Regions from separate parts of the Mus musculus genome. Here region 2 is linked to region 1. The links are chromatin contacts, called in public Hi-C maps. All regions are on one chromosome and are shown on one strand. The core of a region is the stretch at or near the end of the contact, and the rest is flanking DNA. Distances in the headings are between cores, read along the strand shown.

Evidence for each region. A called contact is a pair of places that touch in the nucleus more often than the background predicts.
Region 2: a contact with region 1 is called in a Hi-C map of B cells, with 8 read pairs. The contact joins the promoter of Myl12a here to the promoter of Ralbp1 in region 1. A contact is called at or near these places in 2 of 484 Hi-C or Micro-C datasets (B cells and CD4 T cells).

The regions. Positions count from the first base shown.
Region 1 is chr17:65,882,336-65,887,209 of GRCm38.p6, forward strand. Ralbp1 (ralA binding protein 1) reads right to left here and starts at 2,588. Exons shown (of 10, transcript NM_001198949.1): 1 at 2,343-2,588.
Region 2 is chr17:71,000,248-71,005,480 of GRCm38.p6, forward strand. Myl12a (myosin, light chain 12A, regulatory, non-sarcomeric) reads right to left here and starts at 2,286. Exons shown (of 4, transcript NM_026064.2): 1 at 1,861-2,286. It also overlaps a transcript of Myom1 not described here.

The sequences.
Region 1 (4,874 bases), core at 1,338-3,837:
GCTGATTGATTATACAGTGTTAAGTATCTTCCACTGAGCATTCCCAACCTTTATTTTCATCGCTACTTACATATATGTCCTTCCTCTATCTTCTGCCCTCTTCCATTGTTTCTCTTGAGTATTACATCTTGCATATAGTCACAGAACCCCCATATTTTCTACAGAATCTTAGAAACATATTGTAGTTTGCAAGCTGAGTGTTGTAAAACAGTGGCTGAGTGCTCTCCTAACATGTCCTTCAAACTCTCTTTACTTAGCAGAGAACCTAAACACAGTAACCCCTTTATTCTAAATCATCTGCATTTCCCCATGTTCTGTCTTACCTATATTAGCATAAAGTCTATCAGGAACTTTCTTTTTAAAAGAAAAGAATAGCTGGGCATACATCCAATCCTAGCACTTAGGAGCCAGAAGCAGGAAGCTCTATGTGTTCTCAGTTCAAGCATCCACATAGGAAGAAGGATCCAGGCCAGCCAGGACTCCACAGTGAGACCCTGACACCCCTGTCCACCCCCCACCACCACAAAAAAAGAAAATAACGGAACATACTTTGGGATACTGTTGTGGACCTAATCGTTTCTTCCCGAGCTGTGACTATGCAAGTGTAACTGTACAAAATAAAGTTAATATTCACTTTTAAAATTTTTTATTATTTTTAATTATGGGGGGAGGAGGGCCATTGCCTGTGGAGACCAGAGGTCTTGGGTTTCCTGGGAGCTGGACTTACAGGCAGTTGGGAACAGTTACTGGGGAACAAACTCTGTAACTCTCCAAGAGTCACACTGCAAACGTCTTAACCAGTGAGTCCTGTCTCCAGCGCCAGTACACACTTTTTAAAACACCACTTCGGTCTCTCCAAATTACGAGGAAAATGGTCCCTGTAAACTTATTATGAGAAACCACATTTTGAAAAAGACAGCAAATTCAGCTATTGTAACTTGTTTCTAGATTCTCTGTGATTGTTTGTTTGTTTGTTGTTTGAGACAGGATTTCTGTTTAGCCCTGGCTATACTGGAACCCGCTCTGTAACAAGGCTGACTTCAAACTCACAGAGCTCTGCCTCCAGAGAGCTGGGACTGAAGGTGTGTGCCACCACCAGCTGGCTTCTAGATACTTCGTTTTAAAATTTACTTAACAGCAACTGCTATTAAACTAACCTATCTCTCTTGGGTCTATGGGACACACTGAAAAACAAGAAGCACTCTACTGACTGCAGACCTCTGAAAATGCTAACACCACTAACAGGAGTTCTTCATTTTGAAGAAGACATCCAGGACCTTGAAATCATCGAGATAATTCCTACTACAGAAAGTGATGGGACCTTTCCTTAAAGTGCTGTCTGAACACTAAACCAAAAGTAGGCTTATAACTTATCACTGAGTACTTTGTTAATAACGGCCAAGTATAGGTAATGCTACCCCAAAGCACCAGTGTTAGCCCACCCCCGTTCCATCAACACCACCAAAGCTGGGCAGTGCAACAGCTCAATGCCCACACTATAGCACTTCTGTCACAAGCACAGACCTCTAATGAAAACAGCTGTGATCTCTAAAAACCTTAGGGTACGCACGCTGCTCTCTCTGGAAGAATCCTTGTAATAATCTCCAAACTTGAACCAGCCCTACCTACTTCAGGAGACTGGAAAGTGGAGTAATTCGTCAAACCTGTTTCACAACGACATATTTAAAAGATGGAAAAAGAAAGCTGGCCTCGACTGAGAACACTCTGGTACGAAAACGCTTGAAAACGCCGTTGAGAATGGAGCTCCTAACTCCAGATCAGACAGAACACTTCTGAACCCTGGAACAAGTACCACTGCAAACAGGGTCGTCCCCTTGCCCAACGCCTGCCACGGGCGACAACAGGAGCTGTTCCCCCGACTCTACCCGGCAAACACGGAGACAGGTGGGCGAGCCAGATGCGCGAGGCAGATGCGACCCATAAACCGGAAGGCTTGCGTCAGGCCAGTCCCCGGCCGCAGCTCCGGCCAGGTGTGGCCCGCAGGGATGCCCCGAGGCCTGGAAGGGTCCGAGGAAGCAGCTGGACTCCCAACTAGCCTCTGGGTCCCAGAGCAACACAGGACACACCCGGGTGCTCCCAAGGAGGCCTGTCGGGCAGGCGGCGTGACCCACCCCAAAGGAGCAAGCTCCGGGGTGAAGCTTTCACGGACAACGTAAGGCGGGGCGGCCACGCCCCCCACCCCCAACTCCCATTCCGAGCCCGGGATCCCAAGCCCGGCACGCTGCGTGACAGGCGCGGGCGCGAGGCCGGGCGCCCGACGGCTCCCACGGACACCGCCGCAGCGTTGCGACCCCCGCGAGCGTCCGCTCCCCGCCACTGACCAGTGCCTGCCGCCGAGCGACCGTCCGCTCCGCTGCAGCCGCCGCCGCCTCCTCGCACTCACGCTTCCGCCACAACCGCCGCCTCCTGCGCTGCACCCCGGGCCGGCCGCGGGAGCCCCATTCCCACCCCGCCCAGCCTTCGCCTGTTTACAATGATTGGGACAGAACAGGACGAGCCGGCCCAGCGCGCACGCGCACGCCCTCCTCCCGCCGCAGCCGGCTTCCCGGGTCCTCGGCTCCTTGGCCGTGACGGCTAGGGCCGGCTAGGGCAAACGCCCCGCGTCCTCGCGTGGGGCACGCCGGGAGTTGTAGTTCTAGTTAACCCAACGCCCCGCTGCTGTAGGGCCCTTGTCTCCGACATAAACCACAACGCCCAGAAAGCACCGCGCCTCCCGAGCTGGAACTCGTTAAGGGGGAACAGGGAACCCGCGAGAGGATGCGCCAAACGCTAAGGCTCTGCAGGCGCCTGCGCAGTGTTCTGGGGAGCGAGTGGAACACACACACCTACCGGAGCGAATCCAAGTGAAAACAGTGTGGGAGCCCTGCGGAGCTCTGCTGGAAAGAAAGCGCGTTCCTCCCCAAGCTCTGGCCTGGTGTCCGCAGCTACTGAGAGTGACACTTTTCCCCCCAGCGTCTGCGTACTTTAAGTGGTTCCAACCAGTTAAACCAGCCTGGGCTGCTGACCCACCCCGCCTCTGGGCGGAGCACCTTGCTGGCCTTCTTTGGGCGGAGATCTTCCTTTGGAGAATTCTTGCCTGGGGGTTTGGAGAAAGGAGGCTTCTGGGGCCAGGGCTGGGCAATCCGCAGGACCCCTGAAGTGTGTTGACTTGCGGGAAACTGCTGGCTCCCACCCACTTGCCTCCGCAGTTAGCAATCCATACCCGAGTTAAAGCCGCACAGCATCACGTTCAGCTTACAAATAGAAACAGCTGCGTATCCTCCAGAAGTCCCCCACGAAGGACGGAAAACGTGTTGGCTGGTGCATACTGTAATAAACAGCACTCCATGGAATTATTCTGGGTTTATGACATTGGCAGTCAGAAGAGAGATGAGATTTCTAGTGTCTGCTTCTTCACTGATCCATCGTGTGCTACACTCCCAAGCCATCTTTGCTCAAATATGACAAGTCCATCCCCTTGTGCAAAAGAGTCACTCCCAGTGGAACACTGAGGTCCTAGAGGGACCTTTCCACAACCCCTGTAGCAATAAAACAGCCTCCATGAGAAGATGGCCTGTGAGTACGCCAGTTAAATTACTCCTTCCCGCTGGCAGTTCTGATTTGGTCAAGGGATAAGCACTGCCTGAGCGGGGCTTTATGGAGCCTTCCCTGGAATTGACATATGGGATAATGAGGTGGGGAAAGAGGCTTTTTTTTTTTTTTTTAACTGAGTAATTTACGTGTAACATCACGTGACTCGTTCACCGTGGAAGTGAATAAGGCTGAAAGCAGAGAAGTGGGGGACACAGCAAGGGAGAGGGAAAAGCAAGAGTGAAGACTGACTTCCTTCTGAGCCATAGTTTCTGCAGAGCCTTTAAGTGCCGCGTTTACGTGAGCCAATCCAGGAGTAATCTATGCACACTTTTTTTTATTATTTATTTGTGCTAATGGAGGTGCAAATAAAGAGCATATTTATTGGCTGTTTCTCAGCAGTCTTCCCTCCCCCTTAAGGAACACCACATAACCATTTCCGCTGGTAACTGTTTTAGAACTAGGCATCATGTCCAACCAGAGCCAATAACCCACAGAGACAGACCGAGGCTTCCACTAAACCGAAGCTTCCTCTCTGTTCTGGTGCAGTGAAGTACTTGAGGTCTGCAAAAGGAGGAACCATTTTTGTCTCCTATCAGAGAAAAGCTAAACAGAAGAGAACTCAGGGAGAGGATGAAGCTAATAATGTCAAACAAATGCAATGTGTTCCGGGACAGAAGGTAGGCAGGTCTATTTGCTGCCCGTTATAAAAAGTTTGGTTTTGTTTGTTTGTTTGTTTGTTTGTTTGTTTTTCAGTTCTACAGATTGAACCTAGGGCCTTAGCAATGCTAGGCAAACACTGGGCTACAGCTCTAGCACAAGACTTCCGGATCCAAACATTCTTCAGCTGTGATGCAAACCTTTTGCCTGTGCAACATTCATCTGAACTGACTTGCATCGCCCCCACGGGACTGAGGATAAGGAGAGCCGATGTGAACATAAAACTTGTTGCTCTACACCTACGCTGCGACCCTTTAATTCAGTCCCTCATGGTGTGGCAACCCGAACCAGAACATTCTTTTCATTGCTACTTCATAGCTGTAATTTTGCTACTGTTACGATTTATAATGTAAATATATGTTTTTCTGTGGTGTTAAGTGACCCCTGTGAAAAGGTCGTTTGATTCCAGGGGGTGGTGACCCACAGTTTGAGAACCACTGTTCTACAAGGGAAAAGGTGCTAGCCCTGTCCCAGAAGTCTGATAACCTCCATTAACACCCATGATCTTTGGCAGGCTAATGTATGAGCACTTTAAGTGTGATCAAAGCTTAGCTCCTTCCCAG
Region 2 (5,233 bases), core at 1,036-3,535, 5.1 Mb after region 1:
CTCAAGTTAGTTTAAAAAGAGCAGAATAAAACTGCAAATATTTGTTAGGGTTTACGGCAGGATCACCTGAGAACCTCACTTTGAAGGCTTTGTGAAAGATCTTTGGTATGAGACTGGCTGGCTGGCCTTCTAGAAAACAGCAGAAAGTTTCAGATCATCAACAGAGAAGGGAGGGCAAGGGTGGTCAAGGTAGTTTCTATTCACAGATGGCAATGAGTATAACCTTGTTTTAAACCAAGACAGTGCTGTAGCCATGCATGGTGTATGGTGTGGGTTGTTTGCAGTTCTGCCTCATGTATGCTAGGTATGCACTCTGCCACTGAGCTACCCCCCCCCCCCCCAAGAATAAGCGACAGCCTCATGCTTAAGGAAGACATCAGACTGTGAAGACAGTCCTGGAGAGGCTTTCTCCACATGCCAAGGGCAACCAGATTTTACAGAATCTTTAGAAATGTAGACTTTATAGAAACGTTGGTACTTAAGTTTTGAAAACGCTAAAGCTGGTGTGATGGCTGGTAACTGGATTTATAATCCTAGCCCTGGAAGTAGGAAGACCATCTTAAGTTCCAGGCCAGCATGGACTAAAAGGAGACCCTACCCAAACTAACAAACAAATTAACAACAACAACAAAAGAGCAGACTATGAAACTTCTTAAGTAGGACTAAGCCATACAAAGATATACATGAGATTGCCTAAATTAAATAGAATCTCACGTGCCTAAACTTGTAATAGATGTAAAAGATAGAAATTCTTAACAGAACATCTAAACTAAGCATACTTAGTTAATACCTTTTAATAAAAAAGCTCTCTTAAAACTAGTAAATATATCCTTCCAAATACTCCCATTTCAAAACCTCAGGTATTTGGCCTGCTTCGAAGTCCAGATCAAATCTCTATTATTTAATCAGTGCATTTCTTACTAGATGAGATGTGGGGGAGGGGATAGACTCAGTTTTTAAAAGTTGGTATTTCAGTTTCAAGGAAAACCAAGTCTTTATTTCTTAGGCACACTTCCGGTTGACAGTCAGCTTGGATCTTCCCACAGCCACACCCAAAAAAAGTTTTGAGCACCTTTTAAAAGTCATTAGTCGCCAGGATCGACTTGTCAACTACACCTCACTTTTGAAGACAAAATACCTTTCTAATTAATCCTCATCAAAGGCCATCCAGAAAAAAAAGAAAATATCAGCAATTTTAGTGAAGATTCGCTTTCGTCACCTTTTGATACAACGTCTGCACTTCAGATGTTAAAATCTTAAAAGATCTCTAAAGATCTATAATATAGTTTATACGCCTACTGAAAGACTCTTAATAACACTCCTCTGTAGAGTCGACTTAGCCCCCTCGACAGGCAAAAGAAGCTCTAAATCTCCTCTCTGTTCAAATACCGCTTTAAAAAAGTTTTACTTAGAGGGGCGCACACTAGAGTTGTATATCTGAACAGGGTCTTGCTACTACACATAGCCGCGCAGCTGCGACGACAGTTGCCGAGGGTGGCGGTGCTATCTTACGGTTTTATCCGCACACTCCCTCCTCGATCCCGGCAAGTTTACGTTAGCAACTCAACAGAGCTCCGGAGTCAGCTCTCTGGGGCTCTCTGGTTTCGCGGGGAGGCAAGGATCCAAGGCGCGCGGCGCCGGCGAGCTAAGCAACATTTCCCAAGTTCCTAGTGTGGGAAGCAGAGCGGGGTCTGCGCCCCGGCCGCCCCCAGCTCGCTCCAGCTCTCCCCCGGCTCGCGCACACATGCCCAGGTACGCTCCCCGAGCCGCGGCTCCCGCCGGTCCCCGCCGCCCCGCGGGGACACCTTCCCGGGCCGGACCGAGCCGCCCCCGCCCCGCGCCGCGGCCAGCACCACTCACCCTGCTCAGCCGCGAGAACCGAGAGTGAGCGTCTCCGCGAAGCTCCGCCGCTGCCGCCCTCCCAGACTTTCTAACTTTCCAGACTCCGCAGTACGGCCACTTCCGGCCTCCGCTCGCGAACCGGAAGGAAGCCTAGCGGCCATGCTCCTTCGCCTCGGTGCGCCAGCCCGGACGGGAGGGGGCGCCTCGGGGAAGGTGACAGAGCGGATGGCAGGCGTGGGGCGCCGACGGGGAGTCCGGGACGCGGAGTAGGGCTTAAAGAATCCTGTGGAGGGTCTCTCGGTCTAATCACCGGCTCTTCCTCTTTCTCCCGTCTCTTTTAGAATTGTGATTCTGCGCCCTCCCCCCTGTCAGCAGATGGTTGCGCCTGGCCCGGAGCTCTCCCTCTGCCCGCATTCCAGAGCGCGGCGAGAGGCGGGGACCCCCGTCTAAGTCCTTTTAGGGCAATTGAGGAGCCGGGCCGCGGACGTCACGTGACTGGCCCTGGCCCCGCCCCCCAGAGCCCGGGGCCTCCCCTCGCCCCGCAGCTGGAGCGCGCCTGCGCAGGAAGCTAGGGTGACTCACTGTCTAGGTCAGCGCCTCTGGGTCTGGGCAGCGTGGGAGTTTTTTATGGAGTTCTTCACGCTTCCCACGCGGGAGGAAACACTGAAGTTTCAGGGCCGCCGCCGCGCTGTCTCTTTGGTCCACTTAAGAGTTCATGAATTCAATATCGATTGCCCTCTTCCCAAACGTTCTCTGGAACTTTCTACAAGAGTCCCCCTTTACCCTGATGGTGACTCCTGCTTGCTCCACCTATGTCGCTCGAGGGTGAATGATGTAATTGGAATAAAGTGCTGGACCAATTTACCCGCCGGGTCTCCTTGCGTGGAGCAGCTGCTAACAATAGTTCTTATTTAAAGGAAGAGAGATTATTACGAGCCTGGCGGGATTCGTATCCCCAAGACTGGATGTTTTCTTCAAGAAACATTCCTCCCATTAATCAGTGATATGGTTTGAAGTTAACTCAAAAGCAGAGCCGCTGAGGGGGAAAATGTCCTAATCCTACAGATGTCAGAAACAAAATTTTTCTCCCTTTGATACTTGTACAAATACAAATAACTGGGTACTTCATCTCCAGCTCCCTACACCAAGGTCTTTAAGAGTGTGTTCTTCATCTTCAGGGACTTTAAGGGGCCCAACATGACTTTTAAGGAAGACTGGGGACACAGCTGGTGGCTGGCTATGACAGTACAAACTCAGAGGTCTGAGCAGTCAGAGACCGTGGATTCTGAGGCAGTGCAGCAATGCCCTAATGCCTCTACGAGGAGGTGGCCTGTCACCCTGGAAAGCTTAGGCCTTCCTCAGCTCCCTGTCCAGAAGGAGAACACCAAAACCCCTTTTCAGGATGGGCATTATCCGTCCCACCTCAGCTGGAAAACGGGACCTTGTTGCTTCTCTAGGAGCTGCCTGATATGTCCTTGCCAAATGAATCAATAGGTTTAGACTGGTAAGTGCTGTGGGAGGAGGGGGAAGGCTCTGGCTTGCCTGTTTTAAAATGAACAGTTGCTACCTCGGGACTGGGTTGTGGGATGGAAGAGAAAGGGCGGAGATCTACAAGGAAACAAATATGAATAAGTTACAGAAGAGCAAATAAACCTACCTGGGGACTAGTGGAAGATGTCCCAGAGGGCAATTGTGCCGATTCTAGGAGTTGATAGAGGAAAGAGGAGAGAGAAGTGTGTCAGGTCCTCTGGAGGGGCAAAGAACCCAGCTCATATGAAATTGGTTTCTGTTCACCCTGTATTCATTGCCATAGATAACCATGGACATATCAAATCAAGGTGGAAAAGGAAGTCTGCATAGTGTAATGTCTGATATGAAGTTCTAATGACTACACCCACTTCTGAAGGCCTCTGACATCTACGAGCCTGTTCTTTTGTAACCTAACAGAACTCTTCATGAAACAGCAGGTGAGTCCTTTTTACTCCAAGTTTGACAGTTTGGGTTCTGCCCCATATCTTTCCTTTAGCAAGCTGTGTAACTCGGAGAGCAAGTCCCTGGGTTGACCTGAGGCCTAATTTTCTGATATCCCTCCAGCCCGCCTTACAAGGCTTTCTGGTGAAATGAGATCATTTACAATTTCAGTTATTTCTTTTGTGTATATGGATATTCAACTGCATGTACATCTACACACCAGAAGAGGGCATCAGATCCCATATATGTGGGTGCTGGGAATTGAAGCCAAAACCTCTGCAAGAACAGCCAGTACTCTTAACTGCTAAGCTACCTCTCCAGCTCCTTGCTTACTGTGGGTGGTTTGAATGCGATTGGCACAGGGAGTGAGTGGCACTATTAGGTAAGACCTAGTTGGAGTGGGTGTGGCCTTGTTGGAGGAAGTGTATCACTGTTGGAGTAGGCTTTGTGTCGCCTATGCTCAGGCTCCACCTAATGTGGAAAGGCAGTCTCCTCTAGCTACCGCAGAGGACAGTCTCCTACCGCAGAGGACAGCCTCTCCTGGTCGCCTTCAGATCCAGACTCTTGGCTCCTCCAGCACAGTGTCTGCCGGGACGCTGCCCTGATGATAATGGACTGAACCTCTGAAACTGTAAGCCAGCCCAATGAAATGTTGTCCTTATAAAAGTTGCCTTGGTCATGGTGTCTCTTCACAATAAATCCCAAACTAAGACACTTATTGCTTTAAAAGAAGATTTCTCAGAGCTGGTGAGATGGCTCAGCGGGTAAGAGCACTGACTGCTCTTCCGATGGTCCTGAGTTCAAATCCCAGCAACCACATTATGCAACCACCCACAATGAGATCTGACATCCTCTTCTGGTGTATCTGAAGACAGCTACAGTGTACTTATTTATAATAATATATAAATCTTTGGGCCAGAGCGAGCAGGGACTGAGCGAGTGGGGTTGACAAGAGCAGGCAGAGGTCCTAAATTCAATTCCCAACAACCAGATGAAGGCTCACAACCATCTGTACAGCTACAGTGTATACTCATATACATAAGATAAATAAATAAATCTTTTTTAAAAAAGAAGATTTTTCAAGAGTGGCTTTTAAACGCTGTCTATGGGATTGTGTGTATATGTGGGGGGTGGTATGGTGTAAATGGTATCTGTAACTCATTGTGCAGGTGCACACTGTGCATTAGCATGCAGATGGAGCAAGATGTCCGATGTCTTCCTCTATCACTCTGTCTCTCCCTGAATCAGAAGCTCCCTGTTTGTACTAGGCTGCCCAGCCAGCAAGCCTGGGGAGTCCCCACACCCCCGCCTACCACCCCCTGCTCCCCTGCCCGTGTCTGCCCATCACTGCTGCAGTTATAGGCATATCAGCCATTTCCCCAACTTCTAGTGGCTTTCAGAGTTGTAGCTGAAACTTATA